Regions from separate parts of the Danio rerio genome. Here region 1 is linked to region 2. Evidence: chromatin contacts called from public HiChIP or PLAC-seq data. All regions are on one chromosome and are shown on one strand. Each heading gives the region's core, a stretch centred on a gene start, on an enhancer-like site or on the middle of the called end of the contact. The rest is flanking DNA. Distances are from core to core; before and after follow the strand shown. Region 1 holds the start of rdh12 (retinol dehydrogenase 12). Region 2 holds the start of cimip5 (ciliary microtubule inner protein 5).

Region 1 (2,700 bases), core at 35-2,534, 150 kb before region 2:
GGTGTTTAGCATCTCTTAACTGACATCTTTAAAAAACACTTTCAGATACCCATGATGATGCATTAAACGTGCATATTGATCATTGATTAATAACAACTGAATATTCATCATTAAACAAATAGATATGGGGTGGCGCAGTGGGTAGCACTGCTGCATCACAGCAAGAAGGTCACTGGTTCGAGCCTCGGCTGTGCCAGTAGGCATTTCTGTGAAGAGTTTGGATGTTCTCCCCGTATTGGTGTGGGTTTCCTGCAGGTGCTCCGGTTTTCCCTACAGGTCCAAAGACATGTGGTATATGTGAATTGGGTAAGCTGAACTTTCCGTAGTGTATGTGTGTGAATGAGTGTGTATGGGTGTTTCTCAGTGATAGGTTGCAGCTGGAAGGACATCCACTGCGTACAACATGCTGGATAAATTGGTGGTTCATTCCGCTGTGGTGACCCCAGATTAATAAAGGGACTAAGCCGAAAAAAAAATTAATAAATGAATGATAAAAACTCAACATAAACATTACAATTTAATAACAACCATCTGCATATAGTCTACATTGAATTATTTTATGTAACTGACGAAGGACAGTTAAACTCGAGGTGTAACTCCGCCTCATCACATCGGGTGTGCTTTATTTTCTAGTATATTTCTTGTTCATCCATCCAGCATGCCTGTCAAGACACTCGTCCCACGCAGAAAGCGATCGCCAATCCATCAGAGCCAATGAAGCAGCGCGGTTAGCAGAGGGGCGGGGTGGCTCCGCCTATACTGTCATTCTATTGGTCGATTTCTGGAGCAGATCATGTCAAGTGGAGGCGGGTCCGCAACGGGACAACCTTAATCAATATCCAGCGCGTTCTACATCCAAATAATAAAAGCATTGTTGATGCGTAATGTAACGTAATGTAGATTACGTAGAAATTCGAGTTCAGATGTGATCGTTTAATACCATTACAGGACCCTGCACGGGGCTGTACGCTTCAGTGGTGGCTGTGGTTTCTGCTTTAGTCTTTTACATCATGTTTTCATCCCAACTGGACACTGTGCTCGTTTCACCACAGATTGAATGTATTGCTAGTATAGTCGTTCATCATATCATAATGTCATTTTCATATCTCTCATGCTATAAACGACATGACTTACCTGATCTGAGGAGAAAGCAGCCTTAAAATCAGCGCGACGAGCCCTAAACCCGCCGCGAACGCCACGAGCGCGAGCATCATGACACTGCTGCTGCTGCTGTAACTGTACTGTACTCCAGTCTGTCTCTGTCCGTCCGAATGTGTTCAGCAGCCTCCCACTCACATCTACAGCTGTGCTCCCGGGGAATGATGGGATTGTAGTTTTCATTGTCTGCACCTGCACAAAAATGTTTCCTGAATGGTCATTAATTTGTTGCTGAAAATGATTGTAAATATTTTATTATTAAATATTATATTTGCAATAAACTACATGCTGTTTTATTGACATGTGTTGGGCCTTATTTTAATTATTGATATGTAGTAATAATGTATTTTTTCCTTCGCGTGTTTGTGTGAGAAAGTTTGCAGTATGCAACAACAAATAGAAAACAACAAAATGAATATAATTTAAAGTGAAATTGAAACTGAATAGTTTTTATCGTACAGCGTATCAAATATTATAGAGTGAATTATAGTACTATTAAGTCATTTATGTAAATGAATAGCAAATATGTAGGTAATATTTATTATGTCAGCTAAACTTTAATTGTTCGACGATTATATTTACGAAACAGATTAATTTGGGTTTTCCTAAAAATATGAACTACAACTCCCACACTGTATTTATGATGCGAGCTGTCTACATATTTGCTACGTTTAATTGAAGTCTACTTTTGTATCATTTTTCAAAAATGAAGTGCATTAAAATTTTAATTAAGCATACACATATTAATATAGAGCTGTTTTAGATGTTTAAAATTTTAAAACAGCCTTTAAGATTTTAATCTGCATTCTTGTTTGCAGGCAAAATCAAGACCGCCTATCATCACGAGGTCCAACACGGAAGCGTGAGCTGCAGTCCCGAGGATTTTGTTATTGCCCGAGAAGCTGATTTTTCCCTATTGTTTCGTACCACAACAGACTTCAAATTTTCGCTCTTTTATTCTGTTGTCATTTATTTTGTTTATTTGCTTTAGACTTCGTTTGTTCCACTATGTCTTCAGAGGAGTTTGAAAAGCTGCATGAGATGTATAAATCTCTGTATGACGAAGTGAAGTTGATGCCAGAACGGGTGCAGAAGAGCCAGGGAGGTGAATAAACTCTTTATACTGTATTATACGTTAACAAGACTGTGCGAATGAACTGCTTTCATCAGTGAATAGTCATTAACTTATTTTGAGTACTGTCATTAGAGATTTTCCAAACACTCCTGATATTGTAGCTGTGGATGAAGTATCGAGATTATGGAATTAGGCTGCTGTTCAGAAAAAAATGCTAAAATATCAACCATTAACAAACGCTTTGAAAGTGTGTGGCTATAGTTTTTTTAATCCACGGGAGTCTAGGACACGTTCATAAACTGGGTGCGAGGATTACAAATTGCTGGCTCAGTAAGAAAGACTGAGTCTAAACAAATTGCCATATACACTGCTTTGTGTCTGCAGTAAAAATGCAGTCTGCATATTTGGAAAAGACGATGTCATCTCTATCCCTAATTTGCAGAAGTGAGGTAAAGTTGGTTTTATAT
Region 2 (2,700 bases), core at 181-2,680:
AACAATGGAATCAAAAGGTCAAAACATCTGACAGCATCTGAAAATTGCTTATTTTCTATTAGTATTAGATTTTGAATAAGGTGGTTGTTTTATGATTAACTGCAAAATCTACTTTATTGTATTTGCATGTATTTGTTTCTAACATCCCAGCCATATGCTTCATTAACAAAACAGGCTTAAACTATATAAGTAAACTATTCTCCAAACAGCTGGAAAAAACTACAACTTTTAAAACTAATTAAATGGATAGTTCACCCAAACATTTAAATTCTGTCATCCTTTACTCACCCTTAAAAAAGGTAAGTCCCCATATATTTCATCTTAATATATTTTATCTTAATTTGGATGTTCTCTATCTGATGTCGATATTTCCATTAGGTGTGCAGAATTGGAACCAACTGACTCACTGCAGGTACAACATCACCTGAACCCCGAGCAGAAGTCAGAACTACTGTCACAGTGAATCACAGGCTTTACTGAACTCAGATAAATTATTTAACACTGTGACACTGTATGTGAACTTAGTTCAGCCCACAGTTCAGAAAGAGAAAGAAAGGAACTATTCTCTAAAAATATGCCAGGGAAAAACTGTTAACACAGAACATTTACTTAAAGACTCAGAATTAAAATGACATGCTTAAAATTTCTCTTTTTTTTCTTCTCTCTCTCTCTCTCTCTCTCTCTCTCATTTACATTTGTGTGATTAGGCTGCTGCAAATTAACTTTAGCAAACAAAATATGGAGTATACCGCCCCCTTGAGGTCCATAGGAAAACAAAAAAGGCAATATTAAAAGGAGAACTCACTCGACAATATTACAACTCTCAAAATTGACTCACCCTCTACTTCTTTCAAACCTGTTGTTTTTCCCCTTCAGTTGAGCACAAAATAAGATGTTTTGAAGAATGTTGCAAACCGCTAGCAGTTGACATCCATGGTCATTTCTTTCTATGGATGTCAGTCTGATTAGATTTTTCTTCAAAATATGTTTGTTTGGGAATGTCCAGAAACATTCACCTCACTTTTACCTTCTGTGTGGATGAATCTTCTCAGAAGACATTTCTTTGTGCCTTTGCGTTTTTTATCAGTGAACTGGAAGTGTCTAAAACTGATGCTTTGGATGAATTAATAGCTACAGACTTCATCATGGTTGAGCTGCTGTTAGTCTGCCGCATGTTCTGATGTCATTATAAGGACCAATAGTAAGTTTTCCTCCTTAAATGTTTGTGTTAGAACGTTCTGAATGAAGAGAGCTGTCCTGTTAAAATGCCTGCTTGTACTCTTATGTCACCAGACTCTCAGTCTTTGTCTTTTGTGATACTAATTTGCTGTCATTGTAAGAGCGGATGTCTAGCCTCCTCGTGAATTAACAAAAGCTCAGAGAGGGTGTCCCAGCATCGGCCGCTGTCTCCCGGGGAAACAGCCCGGGTAAACAAGAGAGAATCTCCGCGCAACCGGCGGCGGTGGCGGCAGCAGCGCTCGTGTTGTGATTGCTGGGAAAATTGGCGCGCGCAACACTTTTATCCTCCTCAGAACAAGACGGTGAGGTTTGCTAAAAATATTAATTCAGAACTTTGTTAATTGACCAAAATATAGAAATGCACTTCACCCTGGCTTAGCTAATAAATGGTAATATTTGATTTACGAGCTAAGGACTGAGAGATGGATAGAAAAGGAAACGTGCGGCGCGCCACTTCGGCTGGCTACCGTTTACCGGACAGACCAAACGGTCCTCTCGCCTCTCAGTCCTCAGTCTCAGTGTTCAGGCATTCAGCGGGCAGGACAAGAAACGGTGAGACACCGGCGCAAAACGAGGACAGTCGAGATCCTGTAAAGCAGGACCAGGTTTGGAGAGAGTTTGTGCGCGCGGAGCGATCCGGCGTGAAGGAATGGTAAGAATGCGAATATTACTCTCTTTCGTAGAAATATAATGCATTTACCGGTTTGTTACTCGCTTTCCCTGAAGTACCGTAGCTAATCTTTTCTTTCAACCTCTTAAATGTGCCATTGTTTGACCCGTTATTTGATACGGGATAGATTGTGGTTGACCAGGCGCCCCCTGGACGGTGTGTGTTACGCTTACTCATCTCCTGTTCTTAACCAACTGTATATACAGCCGGGCTTACTGTACACAAAACCACTGTCAAATGATAAAACCACAACAGTTTTGCTTCTTAATAATTGATGTCATAGTGTCGCTTGGTGATATGAAAATATCATGTTGTAAAACGCTAAATGCCGTTTAATCACAGGGAGAAGAACTGGAGTTTCCTGATGAACTTTGACCAGCTGGTAAGAAACCCCTGACTCTTTAGCAATCACTCAACTCTGTTGCTGACAGATTTTCTTCTCTATATAGAATAAAAAAAATGATTACATCTATAATTAATACATATATAAAAGATGAATTTCAAAATATCATTAAAATGTTATATCAGGACTGCCAATTGATTAAACTTGTTGTGAAAGTAAGCATATACAGTTTATATTATTTAATGTTTCTTTGCATAATTTGCAATATCCAGCTAAATAAAAAATGGTTTATTGAAGCAACAGCTTGAAGGACATCCACAAACCTTTTTTCAAACTACATCTTGGTGACTCTCTGAAAAAGGACTTTTTTTTAGACTCAAAGGAGATGATAACCAGAGTCCATCTATTAATACATTTATATGTGCAACTGAAAAAAAAACTATTACAG

What was found. HiChIP or PLAC-seq counts read pairs in DNA pulled down with a chosen protein or histone mark.
Region 1: an H3K4me3 HiChIP or PLAC-seq map of embryo shows a contact between it and region 2, with 6 times the contacts expected there. The contact joins the promoter of rdh12 here to the promoter of cimip5 in region 2. A contact is called at or near these places in 1 of 18 Hi-C or Micro-C datasets (caudal fin) and 2 of 4 datasets of contacts at active chromatin or transcription factors (embryo and gastrula embryo).

What each region holds. Positions count from the first base shown.
Region 1 is chr13:36,493,516-36,496,215 of GRCz12tu, reverse strand. It overlaps rdh12 (retinol dehydrogenase 12), which reads right to left and starts at 1,284. Exons shown (of 7, transcript NM_001002325.2): 1 at 1,135-1,284. The coding sequence starts at 1,214. It overlaps vti1b (vesicle transport through interaction with t-SNAREs 1B), which reads left to right and starts at 2,033. Exons shown (of 6, transcript NM_201036.1): 1 at 2,033-2,263. The coding sequence starts at 2,167.
Region 2 is chr13:36,344,082-36,346,781 of GRCz12tu, reverse strand. cimip5 (ciliary microtubule inner protein 5) reads left to right here and starts at 1,430. Exons shown (of 4, transcript NM_001327781.1): 1 at 1,430-1,541; 2 at 1,648-1,891; 3 at 2,252-2,291. The coding sequence starts at 1,662. It overlaps LOC141377030 (a long non-coding RNA gene), which reads right to left and starts at 1,707. Exons shown (of 3, transcript XR_012388819.1): 1 at 1,028-1,707; 2 at 839-947.